Linked DNA regions of Mus musculus: all the other regions are linked to region 3. The links are chromatin contacts, called in public HiChIP or PLAC-seq and promoter capture Hi-C maps. All regions are on one chromosome and are shown on one strand. Each heading gives the region's core, a stretch centred on a gene start, on an enhancer-like site or on the middle of the called end of the contact. The rest is flanking DNA. Distances are from core to core; before and after follow the strand shown.

What was found. Promoter capture Hi-C pulls out the DNA fragments that hold promoters and counts their contacts. HiChIP or PLAC-seq counts read pairs in DNA pulled down with a chosen protein or histone mark.
Region 1: an H3K4me3 HiChIP or PLAC-seq map of bone marrow-derived macrophages shows a contact between it and region 3, with 4 times the contacts expected there. The contact joins the enhancer-like site here to the promoter of Acaa1a in region 3. A contact is called at or near these places in 1 of 39 promoter capture datasets (neural stem cells), 2 of 484 Hi-C or Micro-C datasets (the G1E-ER4 cell line and embryonic stem cells), 2 of 115 datasets of contacts at active chromatin or transcription factors (bone marrow-derived macrophages and pancreatic cancer cells) and 1 of 9 other capture datasets (pancreatic islet).
Region 2: a promoter capture Hi-C map of liver shows a contact between it and region 3, with 4 times the contacts expected there. The contact joins the promoter of Csrnp1 here to the promoter of Acaa1a in region 3. A contact is called at or near these places in 1 of 39 promoter capture datasets (liver), 5 of 484 Hi-C or Micro-C datasets (CD4 T cells, the G1E-ER4 cell line, Th1 cells and 1 more), 4 of 115 datasets of contacts at active chromatin or transcription factors (bone marrow-derived macrophages, memory CD8 T cells, pancreatic cancer cells and 1 more) and 1 of 9 other capture datasets (pancreatic islet).

What each region holds. Positions count from the first base shown.
Region 1 is chr9:120,000,951-120,003,650 of GRCm38.p6, forward strand. Gm33800 (a long non-coding RNA gene) reads left to right here. Exons shown (of 4, transcript XR_871355.3): 2 at 1,183-1,269. Among named protein-coding and RNA genes, the nearest start is that of Gm33800, 18 kb to the left of the region's middle. Within about 2 kb of position 1,356, at least 320 of the 459 cell types and tissues checked have an H3K27ac peak or open chromatin away from gene starts, as enhancers often do. A contact at or near this core is called in the G1E-ER4 cell line, bone marrow-derived macrophages, embryonic stem cells and 3 more, where this site is marked.
Region 2 is chr9:119,982,463-119,985,162 of GRCm38.p6, forward strand. It overlaps Csrnp1 (cysteine-serine-rich nuclear protein 1), which reads right to left and starts at 1,317. Exons shown (of 5, transcript NM_001357562.1): 1 at 1,157-1,317. It overlaps Gm33800 (a long non-coding RNA gene), which reads left to right and starts at 1,383. Exons shown (of 4, transcript XR_871355.3): 1 at 1,383-2,700.
Region 3 is chr9:119,339,939-119,342,638 of GRCm38.p6, forward strand. Acaa1a (acetyl-Coenzyme A acyltransferase 1A) reads left to right here and starts at 1,356. Exons shown (of 12, transcript NM_130864.3): 1 at 1,356-1,747; 2 at 1,887-1,980. The coding sequence starts at 1,577. Myd88 (myeloid differentiation primary response gene 88) reads right to left here and starts at 80. Exons shown (of 6, transcript NM_010851.3): 1 at 1-80. The coding sequence starts at 21.

The DNA.
Region 1 (2,700 bases), core at 106-2,605, 660 kb after region 3:
TTGGCTCCTACCCAGCGTCCTTTACACCTCTCTGGCAGATGCAAGATGTTCACACCTCATTCTGGTCTCTGCTCAGATGTCAACTTGTGTCCCTGGTCTTCCCTTCTCCCCATGCTACTGTGGTGTGATTATCCCTCTCCATAGGCTTCGAGAACCAGACCTTTGCTCTCTTCACAGCTCTACCCGTGTCTGTGTGGTGTCCTCTACCTTGAAACTACTCACTGTACTTGTTTTGTTTGAGACAGGCCTCACTATATAGCCAAGGCTAGCCTGAACCTTGATATGTAGAACAGACTGGTGACTGCCTCTGCCACCTGTATGCTGATATTAAAGGCAGAAGCAGGAAGATTTCGATCTCACAGCTAGAGTTACACATGGAAGTCCTGTCTCAACCAAACCAAACCAAACACTACAGTGGGATATAACTTGATACTTATACCCCCAGCATACACTACGAACTCCGTCCTTTACACTGTTAAATAGTGAAGAAATAAACGAGACCAGCACAGGATGAGGAAATGTTGGCAGGGCATTCTTGGGCTTCACTATAAAGTATCTTAGATATCTGGCAAGTAATCCACTCAGGAAGCAGAGGCAGGAGGGTGGAGAGTTCAAAGCCAGCCTGGGCTATATATATGTACAGTGTTTCAGGTCGGCATGGCTATGAGACCCTGTCTTCAAAACAAACAAATACGCAGAAGAAAACCGGTAAGCCAGTTGTCTTGCAAACACAACATATGGAGTGCTAATTTCCCATGCCGTATTTTAAAATTAGCTCCTTACAGTGGGATTATCTAAGTCTTCAATATTTTAAACAATCTCTGGCCCCAAACCACCTCAGCATTTATCCTTCTGTTGTGTGCTTAAGGACAAATTCTTGCACGTACAGTTGTTAGGTCAAAGGACATGCTCATATTTTCAAGTTATTCCTCAACCCCGCGGGCAGCCCCTCTCCTTTTGTGTTACTCGTCTCGGACTTTTAGCTCATGCCTGGCTCATACGGATGAGTACCGCTTTCTTCATTCAACTGGCCTTTCTCATAAGTGGCAGGGTGACGCGTGATCTTTTCTGGGGTTTGAGGAGCCAAGTTCGGGCAGCGGACAAGCCTGGGCTCAGACAGCTGGCTCCCACCCCCAATACTCCCTCTTTCCTTCTTCTGAGTTTTCCTTTCTCGCCCACAAGTTTCAGATTCCTGGAACCGCTCTCGATGACCTCACGCCCGTGACTTCACATCCGGAACCTTCTGGGAATTCTCAGCCGCACTTTTTCGTAAGAAATCTAGCAGGGGAGGAGGTTGGGCGAGGCGGAGCTTTGCAGACTTTGCTGTGCGACCCGGACCCGCCCTCGGACCCGCCCCTCCCGCAGCGAGCACTCGAGGGCCCGCCCATGCAGCTACTCTTAGCAGTTTGGAGCCCCAGGTTGAGCCTGAGCCATTTGAAATTAGCTAGGTGTGTTTAAGTCTGCTCTGTGGTCGTGGATGAGAGAGTGTACTGAGAGGAGAACAAGAGTAAGGTGGATTTGGAGGGATCCACGAATAGCCACCACTAACGGTGGCTTGGGTGCCCCACAGTGTGATAGGACTTCAGGAAGTTGGGGCTGGGGCCAAAGATGGACATTTCTGATGGCTCTGAAGTCCTCAGAGGAGCCTCAGAGTTGAGTCTTCAGGTCAAGCTTTCCATAAAAGGTGGATGGAAAATGGGGTGTGGAGTCCAACCCAAGCAAAGCCAGGATCCTGGGCTCTCGTGGCGTCAGCGTCATGGGGGTCCCTCTCTTTCTTTATGTACTTTTTTTTGTTTGTTTTTAGAGACAGGGTTTCTCTGTGTAACCCTGGCTGTCCTGGAACTCACTCTGTAGACCAGGCTGGCCTTACTCAGAAATCCGCCTGCCTCTGCCTCCCAAATGCTGGGATTAAAGGCGTGCACCATCACTGCCTGGCTGTTAATGCTATATATTAAAGATTAATATCTTAATGCTATACATTATATATTATACTAGATATTAAACCATTTTTCTCTAGAGACTAGAGATGGTGCTGTTGGTAGTCTGCTTTGCCTAGCATCTACAAAGCCCTGGGTTTGATCACCAGCATATTATAAGCCAGCGTGGTGGGTGGCACAGCCCGTGACCCTAACGCTGGGGAGCTAGAGGCAGGAGGGGCAGAAGTGCAAGGTCATCCTTAGTGACAAAGCAAGTTTGAAGCCTGCCTGGGCTACGTGAGACTCTGTCTCTAAAACGATCACTTTCTTTACTGGGCCTGGTGGCTCACCCCTTAAATCTCAGCCCTCAGGAGGCTGAGGCAGGGGGACTATTGCAAATCCAAAGCCAGTTTGGTCTATAAAATGAGTTTTATTTTAGCTAGAACTTCAGAGCAAGACTTTGTCCCAGGTAAACAGAACAAAGGACAGAGAGAGAGAGAGACAGAGAGAGACAAAGACAGAGAGAGAGGGAGAGAGACAGAGAGGAAAGAGAGACAGAGAGAGACAGAGAAAGACAGAGAGAGAAGGAGAGAGAGGGGAGAGAGACAGAGGGGGAGAGAGACAGAGACAGAGAGACAGAGACAGGGAGAGACAGAGAGAAACAGAGTGACAGAGAGACAGAGAGAGAGAAAGACAGAGAGAAACAGAGAGAGACAGAGAGAGGGAGATTGATTTTCTTTTGTCTAAAAGTTCACTTGTACCCTTGTTCTACAGATTTTTTTGT
Region 2 (2,700 bases), core at 67-2,566, 640 kb after region 3:
TCTGGTGGCGATGCAACTAAGAGGGCCTGTGTTAGCCCGAGGGCACAGGAAGCCACCCAAGTGCGTAAGTAAGGACTGACAATTCTAGATTTGCATGGTTGAAAGATGGCTCAGCGCCTGAGCCAGAGAGGGTGTGACCCGTAGGACACAGGGTAGGGCCAGGTGAACTGACAGGACAAGCGCAAAGGAGAAAAGGGGGTGGATTTGGTGACAGCTCGGGAGATGTGGGCGGGGCTGTCAAAGATTTGGGGGCAGAGAGTATTGACTTACTCTCTGCAGAAGGCTGAGACTTCGGTCCAGAGATGTTGGGTGGGTAGCTAGAGAGGAGGGAGGAATTCTCTGTTGTCAGGAAGGTGGGCTACATCTGGGAGTGACTGTATCGGCAACCCGAGTGACTAAGTGTGTGGCCGTTGCTGTGGTGTAGGCTTTTCTACAGTACATGAAGGCGAAAGGACCTCCGGGAAGGGGAAACTGAGGAAGGAGAGGAAATGCATGCAGAAGAGGGAGTAGAGGTGCGTGGGAGAGAGCCTACGTGTGCCCGCGGGTGGTCGGTGTAGCTGCGCCCCGGTGACTCACGGCAGTGGCCTCTGAGTGTGACGGTGACAGGTGAACATACGACACAATCCTTCTCCCCCCCGCCTCCCTCCCGGGGTCCGTGACTCACCAAGCCTCGCTCATTCCTCACTCATCCCTCCAAACCCTCCCTGACCCCCGCCTGCCGAGGGCGCCCGGCACACGCCGCAGCTCGGGCACCCTCCCCCTAGGGAGCCCGAGGAGGAAGACGACCAATGTCACCTGCCCCGGCCACGCGAGTAACTTCTGAAAAGTTCTCAGGCAACTAGGTCAAAAGGAAACTCACCCGCGGGCACGCGCGCCCCGTCCCACTGCCACCTGCGCCCGGCTTTGGGGCGCCTGGACATCTGGGGTAACCACAACGAGGCGGGGGAGGGGAAGCCTGCCCCCCCCCCGCCACCTCGCAGCCGTGGGCTCTCACTCCAGGCGCCAGATCTCCAGTCGGGCTCGGAGGCCGGATCCCGGCGTCCCCTCCGGAGGACCCAAGGGAGATCAGCGGGGAGCTGGAGTGACAGCGCCACTCACCCGAGACGCCCCCTGCCCCATTTCCCATCCCGCCGCGTTCAGGAACCGTGGCACTCACCTAAGCTAGCAGGGCTCGCCCAGTTCACCGAAGCCACTCGTGTGCCGGCCCCAGGGTCGCAGCGCACACAGCGACCCGCAGTGCGCTCGGCCGGGCGGCCGTCGGTGCAGCCGGCCCAGGTCTGCGCGTCCGGCGGCGGCGGGAGAGACTGGCTCAGCCCCGGCCCCGCCCGCGGCTCCGCCCTCCTCGTCAGTGGAAAACTCCGGGGCTCACGGCGCTGACGCACGCCGGGCCTCCCGCCAGGCCGCCCCGCAGCCCGCAGCCTTCGGCCCCGCCCCGGAGGCACCGCCCCCTCCCCCGCCTCGAGCCTCCCCGCGGACTGTGACCGGGCCGCGACGCCGCTGCTCCGCGCTCGGCTCCTAAGATCGCGGAGCCGAGCTTCGTGCAGAGCCGGGTCCTAGAGATGCCCGCTTCTCCACGCCGAGCAGTCCCGAGCTGCAGACTGGGTAGACTGAGGCTGCGAGCGATGGAAGCTCCTCCCCTGCCTCCACCCGCCCAGGGCAGATTATTATCAATTCAATCTGAGGACCCTTCCCCGGCCCTCACCCCACCTCTTTTTCCCAGATCCCGCAGAAAGTTAGCTCAGACTGGAGACCAGCCAGGGATGAGGAGAGAAGAAAAGGTCATCCTAGGGCCTGGCCTTCACCTCTGCCCTCGGGCCAGAGCCCTTACTCCGAACAATACCTAAAGTAGAGATTGCTGGAACCAGCTTCCCCACCCCCATCCCTCCTTAAAAAAAAAAAAAAAAAGAATCTGGTTTCTCCTAGGCCGGACCCTGGCTACTTACAGCGGATTGCTGCCTCCTCTGCTCCCGCCAAGACCTTCCTTAGGCTCGCAGCCAACTCCCTGTACTACTAGGCAGAAGAAAGTGTGTTCTAGCAGTCAACTTCTCTCTCAGGAGCCCACCCGAGTCCTCGTCAGCCCACGGCAGGGCCAGTTCGACCCAGTACCTAGAGCGCTTTTCTCTCCCGTTCTGACTGCACCGCCTGGAACGTTTCACCCTCACTCTGCTCACCTGAGGGAATCCCAACAACGTCTAGGATGGCTCAGCAAGGACTGCCTCCTCCTCCTGGAAGCCTTCGTGGAAGCTCGACCCTCCCCCTCCCAGCCCCGCTCCCGCTGCATTCTGGGTTCTTCTGACTGTCCTAGATGAATGCTGTCAGTGGCTAGTCCAACCCTCAGGATTCCATTCTCCCCTCCCCCGGGTGTAGTAGGGAGGTGACCTTCTGTCCTGCCTAAATGGCACCGAGGGTGGGGAGGATGACGGGCCCTTTCTTCAGTCTTCAGTCCTGGATGTACATGTGTACAGAGGACAAGCAGAGTGGGGGTGGGGGAGTCAGCCTGCCCTTTATCTGTGGTAATCTGGGGTCTGAGATCCTCAACACACAGCTTTGGTACACAGAAGCTGCCGGGTGGCTGAGTCTGCTCAGGAAATAGTCTACAGGGCTAGCTGAAGAAGCATGTAGCTCAATGGTAGGGCACTTTCTCAGCATGTGAAAAGCTCTAAGTTTAAACCCCATTTTGAGAACAAAACATGGCAGATC
Region 3 (2,700 bases), core at 106-2,605:
GCGGGGGTCTCCCGCAGACATGGCAGGCAACCCTGGGCCCCCGGTGCCGTCCAGTACGCTCGCCTGTGGAGTTTCCTACTTCCCTTAAGTCTCCTGCCAGCCCCTCCTTCTTTCGCTTTCCGAGAAGCTCCGCCCTTTGCTAGAATCTAGACTACGGGGCCAGAACTACCCAGCCTAAAAGTCAACCCACTTGTGCTTCTAACGTTTGCTCACCTCCCCTCGAAGGTGTGAGAATTTATATAAACCGCCTCTGGCATCTGCCTTGGCCCACCGATCAAGGTGGATGGACTAGGCGATCTGGTAGTGGTTATTATGCATGGTTAGCTCAATCAGCCTTGTTTAGGACTTGAAGGAGTTACAGCCCTTCTGTACAGTAATTTATATTCTGGTAGTAGGGAGGGAAGAGACAGACTGGCTTCGGAAGTAGTAACCCGAAGGCTCAGTCTACCTTTAGCTATCTGATGTCACTTGTGACTCTGCTTTTTAAAGGGGAAAGCCCACGACCTTGCCCATAAATTGGCATTTAGGGTATCTTGTCCTTTGTTTTCTGAGACAAACAGCACTACCTTCCCGGGGTCTGCAAAAAACACGCGGAACCTACCACCTTACTCTTTAACGTTGGGTCTAGACCCAAGGAAGATTTTTTCGTTAATTCACTTGGTTAATCTATTTAGGTGTCAATCTCCAATACTGGGTCTCCCTCCACCCTCCACCCCCATCCCCGGGTTTAGTAGAATTCCTAGGGGAATGTGGGCACTAATGGCACTATCCCAAACAAACGTAGATCAACAGGCTTAAGACGAGTGGGGCACGTTACAGTTAGAACCTGCCTGCCGTTCAGCACCTTAATCGGTTCTTCACACCAGCCCGGAACCCAAAATTACTTTGTTTTCTGAGAGAGCTTCTGTGACAGCCAACCCGGTTGGGGCTTAACTAGGTGCCTCAACATTTTCTAGGTCCTCAGTTCTCGGTTTTGGGACCCGGGGCTGAGCACAGCAAATTTTGATGGGAGACAAGGGTCTTCTCGGGCTAGCTCAGCAGAGAAGCCATGGGCCGGGCTCCGCCTTCTACGCGGCTGCGCGCTGAGCTCAAGGGGAGGGACTCCCTTGAGGCTGAGTTCATCCTAGGAAACCAGAAGTTTGGGAAACCTCCTTCCCCAATGTCTACAAAAGGTTGTGCAAACTTGGAAGTTTCCAGTCTGCCTTTCAAGGAGGATTAAGAGTGCGCATTACGATTGGCTTCCGTAGGATTGGCGGGCGGGGCTTTGAGTGGAGAGAAAGCGTCTTAGGACGGGCGTTGGGCGGGACTCTGGGGCAAGGGGTGAGTGGGCGGCCCTCAATCAGACTCCCCTTAATCTAATTGGTTGTACCTAGGAGTGGGCAGGCCCTCTAAAGACCCCATCCTACCTCTCGCAGTATCATTCTACCGGGGTTGTGATCCCCTTTCAGGCCTTGCGACGTAGAAGGCTGTCCTGCGCCTGCGCCCGCGCCTGCGCCTGCGCCTGCGCCTGCCATCATTCCTGTTCCTAAAGCTCTGCACCCAGAACCTAAACGAGTAGGTAGGACCCACCTCCGCGATGCATCGGCTGCAGGTAGTGCTGGGCCACCTGGCCGGCCGGCCCGAGTCGAGCTCCGCGCTGCAAGCTGCGCCCTGCTCCGCTAGGTTCCCGCAGGCCTCGGCCTCCGACGTGGTGGTGGTGCACGGACGGCGCACCCCCATCGGCCGCGCCAGCCGTGGAGGCTTCAAGGTGAGGCCCCTCGGGCGGGCGAGGGGAGCAGAAGGCGGCCAGCGCGGATGGAATTCTGCCGTCGGGGGTCCGGTGACCGCAGAGTCCCCGGGCGGGGATGCGGGAGCTGGGCTCACCGCTGCTGCGCCTCGCCCTGCAGAACACCACCCCCGACGAGCTTCTGTCGGCCGTGTTGACCGCGGTTCTCCAGGACGTGAGGCTAAAGCCTGAGCAGCTGGGAGACATCTCCGTGGGTGAGCTCCCCTGCGGGTCCTGCACCGGCCCTCCCCCGCCCTCCTCCCGAAGCTTCACTTTCTCTCCGAGAACCTGGGTTTCACTGAGCAAGACTACAGACTCCACCGATTTAAGTGGGATGGTTGAAGGACCCTTTTACAGGGTTCGCCTAAGATCATCGGAAAACACAAATATCTACATTACGATACTTAACAGTAGCGGAATTACAGTTCTGATGTAGCAATGAAAAATAACTTTATGGCTGGGGGTCACCACAGAAGCCTAGATGTTCCTGGAGACTGCAGGAGGTGAGAAAACGCAGTTCTCTACCTACATGGTGTCCTGGGTTACAGGTGCAGATGGATTCACCCCCACCCTGTCCTAACCCCTGCTTTACCTGAACTAGAACATAGAGTAGGACACGGTCTTGTCCCGAGGTGCCAGCCTGTTCCTCGTCCCTGCAGCAACGCAGGGCTTGGCGGAGGACACTTGGGGAGGTGAGCAGTTGCAGACTCCCTTTGCCCATGGCTCTGCACAGTGTCTCTTACTCTAGAGTCTCTCCTGTTACCAGGCAAGCCCTTGCCCCCAAGCCTGTGATTTAGAGGAGCATGCTCTGGCCCTCCATCACTGGACAGGTGGATGACAAGCTGTTGGGTAGCTGTCTCCCTATTTTCCACACACTGAACTTTTATAGTTTCACATGAGCCTGGGAAAACCCTAAAGTGATCCGGAAGAAAGAT